2 separate regions of the Sus scrofa genome follow, and region 2 is linked to region 1. Evidence: chromatin contacts called from public HiChIP or PLAC-seq data. All regions are on one chromosome and are shown on one strand. The core of a region is the stretch at or near the end of the contact, and the rest is flanking DNA. Distances in the headings are between cores, read along the strand shown. Region 1 overlaps DAPK1 (death-associated protein kinase 1). Region 2 overlaps DAPK1 (death-associated protein kinase 1).

The links. HiChIP or PLAC-seq counts read pairs in DNA pulled down with a chosen protein or histone mark.
Region 2: a contact with region 1 is called in an H3K27ac HiChIP or PLAC-seq map of alveolar macrophages. The contact joins two enhancer-like sites. A contact is called at or near these places in 2 of 47 Hi-C or Micro-C datasets (fetal heart ventricle and heart right ventricle) and 1 of 2 datasets of contacts at active chromatin or transcription factors (alveolar macrophages).

Annotation. Positions count from the first base shown.
Region 1 is chr10:27,832,819-27,838,325 of Sscrofa11.1, reverse strand. All of the region lies in intron 2 of DAPK1 (death-associated protein kinase 1), which reads left to right. Among named protein-coding and RNA genes, the nearest start is that of DAPK1, 120 kb to the left of the region's middle. Within about 2 kb of position 1,350, at least 19 of the 83 cell types and tissues checked have an H3K27ac peak or open chromatin away from gene starts, as enhancers often do. A contact at or near this core is called in alveolar macrophages, where this site is marked.
Region 2 is chr10:27,902,188-27,907,171 of Sscrofa11.1, reverse strand. All of the region lies in intron 2 of DAPK1 (death-associated protein kinase 1), which reads left to right. Among named protein-coding and RNA genes, the nearest start is that of DAPK1, 50 kb to the left of the region's middle. Within about 2 kb of position 2,096, at least 2 of the 83 cell types and tissues checked have an H3K27ac peak or open chromatin away from gene starts, as enhancers often do. A contact at or near this core is called in alveolar macrophages, where this site is marked.

The sequences.
Region 1 (5,507 bases), core at 101-2,600:
CACAGCCACAGCAACACAGGATCCCAGCTGCCTCTGTCTGCAACCCACACTGCAGCTTGCAGCAGTGCCAGATCCTTAACCCACTGGGATCGAACCCGCATCCTCACAGAGACAACATCAGGTCCTCAACCCGCTAAGCCACAACGGGAACTCCTCGGGGGCCATTTTTAAATAGCGAAATCCCCAACAAAAAAACACAAAATGCAAAACTCACAGGGGCGCACAAATCATAAAAGGGACACTGTTGGAGTCCCCGTCGTGGCGCAGTAGTTAACGAATCCAACTAGGAACCATGAGGTTGCGGGTTCAATCCCTGGCCTTGCTCAGTGGGTTAACGATCCGGCGTTGCTGTGAGCTGTGGTGTAGGTTGCATACGCAGCTTGGATCCTGAGTTGCTGTGGCTCTGGTGTAGGCCGGTGGCTGCAGCTCCGATTTGATCCCTAGCCTGGGAACCTCCATGTGCCGCGGGAAGTGGCCCAGGAAACGGCAAAAAGACCCCCCCAAAAATAAACAAATAAATAAAAGGGACCCTGTTTACAGTATGAGAGCTGAAATAAGAAGGCCTTGACCAACCTCAGCTGGGAACACGGACATCTGGCTACTCAAATCCATAAATGAGCACAAAAAGCACTGTGAGTGTTGAGTTTTAGGTTACAAATGCATTTTAGTGAGTAGGTGACCTCGCAAATGTGGATCCCGCAAAAAGTGAGGATGGCTTATATTGTGTTTCAAGTTTAATGTTAATATACGGTGAGTTTCTGTTTTCCAGGAAGGAAGTTACGTCCTCCATCCATGGAACCATATTGTCTGGGTGTCAGCCACTGAGGAACCTCCTGTGTTTATCACAGGAGGGAACCTGGAGTGACAGGCAGTCTCCCAAGAGGGGGGCAGGGCTGGCCTTGCTTCTCTGTGTGCATTTACTTGCCTCCTGCCCAGAGCGTATCCTGGAAGCTGGATCAGGCTGTTACTCTGGGAGCCCACAATTTATAAGCCCTTGCCAAAAAAAAAAGAAAAAAAAGCCCATGCAAATTATTTTTTTCAGCCGGGGGGAAGATTGGAGAAGAGGCATTTTCCCCCAAAGTGGCCAAATTCAGGGTGGAGAGTGGGGGCGTGAGGGAGGGGGCACCAGCTGTCTAGGAACAGCAATTATCCAACAGTCCAAGTGGAATTAGGCTTCACAAAGCAGATCACTGTTTTAGAGAAGAAATTCTTCTCCATGAGTCTGTCCTCCGCCTGCTGGGCACCGGAGGAGGTGACGCTAGGGAAATACCCATCACCGAGTCACATGGAGCCCCTTCCCCATGGTCCCTGTGTGTGCCTCCCACACACCCTCTGGCTCAACTGGGACTCCTTCCCTGCCCCCCCCAGCGCTGGGAGCAGCTGCTTTCCCTCTGGGTGGGGCAGAGAGAGGAAGGGGAAGAGCCAGCCGCCAGATTTAGAAATAGTTTTACACATTTTAACAGAGTATAGCCCTGCTCTGTGTGTGTGTGTTTTCTTTGTCTTTCTTTCTTTCTTTTTTTTTTTTTTTGGCTTTTTAGGGTCTCACCCATGACACATGGAAATTCCCAGGCTAGGGGTCCAATCAGAACTACAGCTGCCCCCCATACCACAGCCACAGCAACGCCAGATCCAAGCCACATCTGCAACCTACACCGAAGCTCATGGCAACACCAGATCCTTAACCCACTGAGGGCAGGGATCGAACTCGCATCCTCATGGATCCTAGTCGGGTCCTTCATCTGCTAAGCACAGTGGGAACTCCAGTTTTCCTTTTTCTTTTAGGGCTCTTTTCCCCAAGCCATCATGAGAGGTGACATTTTGGGGTGATACTGCAGTGCTTTGAGATTTAAGCAATCGTGAGCTAAAGACAATGACTCCCATTGTGGAAGATCATAGCTCACAGTTATTGAAGCTTTGCTATTGCCAGGTACTGTTCTTCATCCTTCCCCCTCCATCCCAACAGCCCTCCCAGGCAGGCACTATATTCTACCCACTTTACAGATAAGGAAGCTGAGGCAGAGTCGTTAAGGGGTAAGTAAGCCCAAAGTTCCCTAGGTACTACTAGGCTGGAACCAAGACTCAAACACAGGCATTCTGCACCCCTGGCTGCTGTGCGGTTCTGTGGAATTACAGTGAGGCAGTTTTTAGGATTATAGATTCAGAATTCAAGAGCAGGACACCAGCGTTGTACCTGGGCTCCTGGAGGGGCTTTGCACCTAGGGCGTCAGGAGACAGAAGGTGCACCTGCCAGCTCTCGGTCCTGAAGGAATTATGGTCTTGGGAGAAGAGGAAATGGGCCAGAAAACAGCAAGTGCCATATAGGGATGGGCTGCCCTGTGACTCAGGGTGCAGGAGAGAGCACTGGTTGGGGAAGGGGTAGGGAGGCAGATTGTTGAAGAGTTGAGGATAGAAGTTCCCCATGTGGCTAAGCAGAAATGAATCTGACTAGCATCCATGAGGACGCAGGTTCGATCCCTGGCCTCGCTCAGTGGGTTAAGGATCCAGCATTGCCATGAGCTGTGGTGTAGGTTGCAGACACAGCTGGGATCCTCTGTTGCTGTGGCTGTGGCGTAGGCTGACAGCTGCAATTGGACTCCTAGCCTGGAACTTCCCTATGCTGTGGGTGCAGCCCTAAAAAGAAAAAAAAAGTATCAAAAGGGAGTTCCTGCTGTGGCCCAGGGGGTTAATGATCCCATTGTCTCTGTGGAGGTGCCCCTTCCATCCCCAGCCAGGTACAGGAAGTTAAAGGATCCAGCATTGCTGCAGCTGTGGTGTAGGTCCAGCTCAGGTTCAGATTTGATCCCTGTCCCAGGAACTTCTCTATGCTACAAGGGGGCCAGAAAAGAGGAAAAAATTAAAAATAAAAGTGTCAAAGATCTACATGGAACATTTGGCAGTGAGGTCAGACTTGCGTTTAAATTCTTTGTGGCCTACCTGTTAAATTTTTTTTTTTTTTTTCTCTTTGGTTTTGTTTTTTAAAGCAATGCCATTCAAACCACTGAGTTTGCCTTGAGTCTGCCTTTATAGCCCCCTGGTCAAGTGGCTGGGACTGCAGGACTCACGCCCAGGGGTCCCAGCTCCTGGAAGCACAGGCTGCTATGGGTTGGAGGTCCTGGCAGGGCTGGCATGCAGGCTTTTTGTCTTGAGGCCCCTCAAGAGCACGTGCCCAAGGGGCAAGAAGAGAAGGGGAACCCAAGCACCACTTCACTGGCCTTTGTAAAGCAGTACTAACTTTGTTTTGTATTCAGGCTGTTTTTCCGCCTTCTTCCATGAGCTGCATCCCTGCCGCCCCCCACCCCCCCCAACCTCAGAGAGAAAGCCCAGTTCTTCACTCTCCAGAGAAATTGGAAAGTGGTTGTAATCAAGTCCTAACAGATCCCACGACTCTTTAGGGTTGTGAGTTTATGGGCAATAGGTGCTAGTGTTCCAATGTGATTTATTCTTCAGCATCTCCATTAGCCCGCTACGGGGGTGGAAAGAGGGAAGAAGGTATTTATAACCTGCCATGCAAAAAAAAATTGATGCTGCTAGAAAAATAATCCTTCGCCGTGCTTTTTCTTCACCCACCCCTGCTGCTCAAGTAAATGAGTAACGTTTTAAAAGTATCCATTCTTTAGCATCAAAATATTAGTCTTAATTTGATTTTTCTCTTTCTGCTTTGTCTTCATGTGAGGGGAATAAAGCTAGCTAAAAATAACCGTGACAGTTCTCCACATAGCAGTTCCCCAGCAGGTGCCAAGAAATGTACAGATGCTGTGATGGGTGGATGGGCTCTAGGGAGGAGGTAGGGCTGTCAGCATTGACACAGGAAGCATCTTTCCATGGTATCTCACTTATTTCAGGGTAACCTGCTTGCGTCTCAAGGTCTCACCTGCCTGCATAGTCACCTTACTATTTTGTGTCAAGCTCTGTTATGGTATCTGTTTTTTTTTGGACTTTAAAACATTATATTTTATTTATATTTTTGAATATCAATGAAAAATGTAATATTTTGATCCCTTGTATCATTCAGAATTCAAAGAGTGTAATATGATAAAGTGAAAATTCTTCTTCCTATGTTTCTTCCCAAGACACTCAGATCCCACCCTCCAACCCCCAGCATCAAATATAATTTTCCTGGGGGTCCATCCGGTTCTGCTATGCATATATAATCAGTACATATCATATACTTTTTTTTTTTTTTTTTTGGCTTTTTAGGGCCGCACACGAGGCATATGGAGCTTCCCAGACTAGGGGTCCAATTAGAGCTGCAGCTGCTGGCCTACACCACAGCTCATGGCAATGCTGGATCCTTAACCCACTGAGGCCAAGTATCGAACCCACAACCTCATGGTTCCTGGTTGGATTTGTCTATTCTGCACCACGACGGGACCTCCTTTTTTTTTTTTTTTTTTTTTTTTTTTTTTTTTTTTAGAGCTGCCCTGGAGGCATATGGAAGTTCCTAGGCTAGGGGGCTAATCTGAGCTGTAACCGCTGGCCTATGCCACAGCCACAATAGCAACTCTGGATCTGAGCCTCATCTGTGACTTACACCATAGCTCACTGTAACACCAGATCCTTAACCCACTGAGAGAGGCCAGGGATCAAACCTGTGTCCTCATGGGTACCAGTCAGGTTTGTTTCCACTGAGCCATAACAGGAACTCCCTACTTTTTTGTTTTTAACTGAAATGGTGACACACTAAATACACTGTTTTGTGTCTTATTTTAAAAGAGCAAGTCTTGGGAGTTCCCATAGTGGTGCAACAGAAACAAATCCGACTGGGAACCATGAGGTTGAGAGTTCGATTCCTGACCTTGCTCAGTGGATTAAGGATCCAGTGTGGCCATGAGCTGTGGTCTGGGTTGCAGACGGGGTTCGGATCCTGCGTTGCTGTTGTGGCTGTGGCGCAGGCCGGCGGCTATAGCTCAGATTAGCCCCCTAGCCTGGGAACCTCCATATGCTGTGGGTGCTGCCCTAAAAAGAGAAAAAGACAGGGGGGAAAAAAAAAGAAAGAAAGAACAAGTCTTGAAGATTATGTTGAATAGCTTCTGTGCCCCTCTAGATGTCTAGTCCAGTGTAGTCCCTGCTGCCTTCTGCCCTGCAGGGGGCTGAGGAAGCAGGGAGTGGCTGAGTGGAGTACATGGAGCATCTCATGGAGGGGGGTGGGGGGTGCCCTCCGAATGGGCTCCCTTTCCCTCTGGTGTCCAGCTCAGATCAGCCAATGGTAGTGCTGGGGGCTCAGAAGGGAGACCGATGGAGGGAGGAAAGCCTGTGTTCTTTTATATATGGGCAGTAAGCTCCAGTTGCATGCTGTCAAATTTGAGATGCTTTTCCCTGCAAGAAATTAAAAAACCAAATCAAACTGGCTTTATCAGTAAAGGGAATTTTATTGCCTTATATTGCTGAAAAAATCCAAAGGCGGATGACTTCAGGCAAGGGTTGATCCAGCCACTCCACAGTGTTACTGCAGACCTGGTTACTTTCCTTTTACCAGCAATGCCTCAGCTTTAGGTCAAGAGTGATCT
Region 2 (4,984 bases), core at 847-3,346, 68 kb before region 1:
CCAGTTTCATTGGGATTGTGACATATCACAGAAATCTGTTTCAGTTTTCCCTATCAATCCTCACACAGAAAGGAAAAGTAATTTGAGAGACTTTCCAGGAGTATTCTCATACTTCACCACTTTTTAATTAAAGTGCTCCAGATCTTCAAAAAGAAATAATAATATTTCTCATGTATAAATTATCAGAAGTAGTTAGGAATAGACAAAATCAAGACATTCCAATAGAGCGTTCTTTTACTAAAGATTGGACATTGGTCGCTGCTTTTATTTCTATTAGCCATTTCTGTTAAATGCTTATGTGTTTCTATGCAGTTTATGACTAACTCAAGTATTAATACTTCTTCTTCTAGTACTTAAAGAATGACGGCGAGGAGTTCTTATCGTGGCTCCGTGGTTAGCGAACCCGAGTAGTATTCATGAGAATGTGGGTTTGATCCCTGGCCTCGACCAGTGGGTTAAGGATCTGGCATTGCCATGAGCTGGGGTGTAGGTTGAAGACATGGCTTGGATCCTGAGTTGCTGTGGCTCTGGTGTAGAAGACTGGCGGCTACAGCTCCGATTCGACCCCTAGCCTGGGAACCTCCGTATGGCTCAGTGCAGCCCACAAAAGACCAAAAAAAAAAAAAAAAAATTACTTAAAAGTAATGGGTAGGAGTTTCCGTCATGGCACAGTGGTTAACGAATCCGACTAGGAACCATGAGGTTGCGGGTTCAATCCCTGGCCTTGCTCAGTGGGTGAAGGATCTGGCATTGCCGTGAGCTGTGGTATAGCTCGCAGACGCGGCTCGGATCCCACGTTGCTGTTGCTCTGGCGTAGATCAGCAGCTACAGCTCCGATTCGACCCCTAGCCTGGGAGCCTCCATATGCCTCGGGAAGCAGCCCTAGAAAAGGCAAAAAAAAGACAAAATAAATAAATAAATAAATAAAAGTAAAAGTAATGGGTAACATTTTCTGAAAACTTGTCCGACAGTGTTCGTGTTTAACAGTGCTTTCCATGGACTAATTGTAGAAAGTGAAACACATGGATGTGTTGAATCATCACAACCATCCTAAGAGGGTGATGCTGTGATGCCTGTTTTGCAGATGAGAACCCTGGGGCTTGAGAAGGTGTAGGGATTTATCCATGCCACACAGAGAATAAAGGGGAAGAGCTGAGACTCTGAGCCCAGGTGCATTTCAGCTGATGGCCCTTGACCTTGTGCTCCGTCCACTGTTGCTAAGGTCAACTCTCCAGGAGGAACCTGCAAACAGTGTGCATGTCATTGACTTGCCAGAGGCTGCACAGGTTCCAGTCAGGTTTTATCATGCTGTTCATGTATCGACCATGCCGGTTGATTGACATTCAGTGACTTTTTCAAGCCTCACCAAACAGCTTGGCCTCTGTCCACCGTTGCCAAACAGAAACGTGGAGACAGGAGTTTTGGGTGAAGGAGAAAAAGATAGTTTTATTGCTTTGGCAGGCGACGGGGGCCACAGCAGCCTAAGCCTTAAAGACTGTGTCCCCTTTGGAAGGGATTAGGAGGTGGTTTCATAGTTTGGGGAGTGAAAAATCGGGTTGCAAAAAAGGATCAGGGTTGAGGCAAGCTTGCGGTGTCGTTCAAAGTTGGTGTTTAGTGGCCCACAGGAGTGGTTCTGGTGGTCCTTCTTCTTCCTGGAAGGAAGAATGCTTCATCAAGTACTTCTTCCATGTGTACTGGGTTTAAATTCTGCAGAAAGGCCCTAAGACTTAAGGAGGAACCAGGACCCTGCCCCCCAGCTGCACTATTGTCTCTTGACGGCTCCCCCCTGGGCTCCCATCTCCTCTTTCCCTGATTAGCAGCTGCTCTTTGGAACTCAGGGAAGGTGGTGGAGGCTGAGGCTTATTGCCTAAAAACAAGAAATGAAGGACCCAGAACGGCTTGTGTACCAGGAGCCCCCCCAGGGGCCCTACCTGAGTTACAGTTCGAAGGATCATTCATTCCCATTTTAAGGATGAAGAAATTGGCTTTGTGGCTAAGTCACCAAAAGACAGGAGGAGGCCCGTGAGAAGTGAAACCTGAGTCTGTCTGAGACTAACACGCTTGCCAGTACCCTGGGCTGGCGCCCTCAGGCCCTGAAATGATGGGATGTCGTGCAGACACTTCCTCATCTTCATCACCACAGAGTTCATTGACCGAGGACGAGGATGTGACATGTCATCGTGATCTTCAATAGATGCTCAGATAACCTGGCTTATCGTTAGCATGTCATTTTATAATTAAATATCTTCCTAGGACTTGACAGGTGACAAATCAGGAAATAGGTGTGTTTATTGCTTTTAACTCTGAAGCGTGTATGTATTTTAAAAGTATTTTAATAAGTATTTAAAATATGGCAGGTATTATATAGAACAAATTAGAGAATGTTACATAAAGGAGGGTTTCTTTTTCCTTTTTTTTTTCATAAAAGTTTTTAAAAGTACTGCTTAAGGCTTCCCATTTATGTGCAGAAGAGGTAATCCTTGGCTGTGGTAGTTCTACTTGTCCAAAATATATGATCTGAGGAGGAATGCACATTAGCCCTGAAGGTGGAGGAGAGGGAAACAGGAAGCGTTTTTATTTTATTCTATTATTTTATTTTATTATATTATTATTTTATTACTTTATTTTATTTTTGTCTTTTTAGGGCCCCACCTGCAGCATATGGAGGTTCCCAGACTAGGGGTCTAATCTGAGCTACTGCTGCCGGCCTACCCCACAGCCACAGCAACGCCAGATCTGAGCCATGTCTATGACCTACACCACGGCTCATGGCAACACCAGATCCTTAACCCACTGAGCGAGGCAGGGCCAGGGATCGAACCTGCCACATCATGGTTCCAGGAAGCCTTTATTAAAAAAAAAAAAAAAAATTATGGTCACCTCCTTTAACGGGCATAGAGCTGAATTTTTTTCAATGCTCATCTCTTGAAAATTGCTGTTTGTATAGACAGTTTCCATTGCTCACCAATTAAGTATAGGCATTAATCATTTTGAATCCAATTTATTTAAAATATACTGTTGTTAACAAATGTTTTCTGGACGTAGATAAGTGGATTCTGACATCATTAATAGAAACATAATCAACCTAAATGGTTCTGAAGGATTATCTTTTCATTTCCTGGAGCTTTCTGCAAAATTTATCATTTGTCCTTATCTGGGGTTTTTCTGTAGCTGCTTTATTAAGCCTTGCATTATTTGGTAGTACAGATTATGAGTTGAATGAAGTGATACAAACTTGGGAAATAGGTAAAAGCGTCACTTTTAAAATATCCCGATTGAATGCAGTATTGTCTTGTGCGTTTGGATTTTGTTTATTATAACATTGTGCTGTAGGTTTAAGGATTGAGGACTTAGAAGATTGTGGCATTAATTAGTGATCTGTCATATTTTAAACAAACTTGGGTTGAGATAATAAAATAGAAGTTGTGCATACGTAATCTCCCAGGAGGCAGGGGTTCTATCCAGAAAAATATTTCAGATAGTGTTTCAGAAGAGGAATAGACATGATTAAATATGTAAATCTCTTATCTTAACTGGAGGAAATTTGCCCATAGTTGCACTGTTTCAATAAAACATCTGTCGTGATTTTAAGTTAATAAGTGCTTGTTGACAATGAAGATAAACCTGTGAGCTTTCGGCAGAATCATAACTCAGGCAGTCAGTGTGGGCGCATGGGCTTCGATGCAGTCTTTGCTATGGCTATTGATTAATATTTGTGGCTTATGGGCTCCAGGGAGTCACATCCCCACAGGCCTTGTTGACCACAGGGAGTGTACCTATGCCCAGATGGGGACAGGAATCTCTAACCCCCTGTGACTCAGGCTACCGGAAGAGAAGGGCAAGAAACCATGAGACTTATGGGACATTTCCACCCCTAAGACCCTTATAGGACAAGGACTGATATAGGTAACTGGGCAAGGCCAATAGGAGAAAACCACATCTTTCTGGACCCCACATTGGTAACCCCCATCTTTAAGGGATAAAAACCCCTATAGGATAATAGAGAGGGGGACCATTCTTTCCTCCCTCAGCCTGTCCTGGGAGCTATTTTTATTTTTATTTATTTATTTATTTATTTATTTTTTAGTCTTTTTGCCTTTTCTTGAGGTTCCCAGGCTAGGGGTCGAATCGGAGCTGTAGCCACCGGCCTACACCAGAGCCACAGCAACGCGGGATCCAAGCCAAGTCTGCCGCCCACACCACAGCTCATGGCAACACCGGATCCTTAACCCACTGAGCAAGGCCAGGGATCGAACCTGCAACCTCATGGTTCCTAGTCGGATTTGTTAACCACTGCGCCACGACGGGAGCTCCCTGGGAGCTATTTGTTTTCCTATAATAAAGACTTCGCTTGCTTGCAATAAATATGTGTGTGCATATGTGTATATATATATATATATATATATATATATGATACTTGAGCCTCTGTACAGATGTGTATAGGAATACATTTATACACATATGTACACACATTTTAGGAAATTGTCATTTCTTCCCAAACACAGTCCACACTTTTCTGAAAATAAGTATTTTGGGGATGTATGTAGTGACTGTATTATTTTATTTATTTGTTTATTTATTTATTTATTTATTTATTTATTTATTTAGGGCCTTGCCCCTGGCCTATGGAAGTTCCTGGCCAGGGATGGGACCTGCGCCACAGAAGTGACCCATAGCTGGATCCTTAACCAACTGTGCCGCAAGAAATCCTTTTCATTTAAAATCATTTTTGGAGTTTGCGGGGGATGGGGGGTGGGGGTGGGGGGACCAGCCCACTGCCAAGGCTTGGGGTTGCTGCTGTGGCTGAGATTTGATCCCTGGCCCTCTTCCGCATGCTGCAGGCCCGGCCAAGAAAAAATTTTTTTTGTTGTTCAAGTATAATTTATTTACAATATTGTGTTAGTTTCAGAAGTACAACAAAGTGGAATTTCCGTCATGGCTCAGCGAAAACAAATCTGACTAGCATCCATGAGGATGCAGGTTT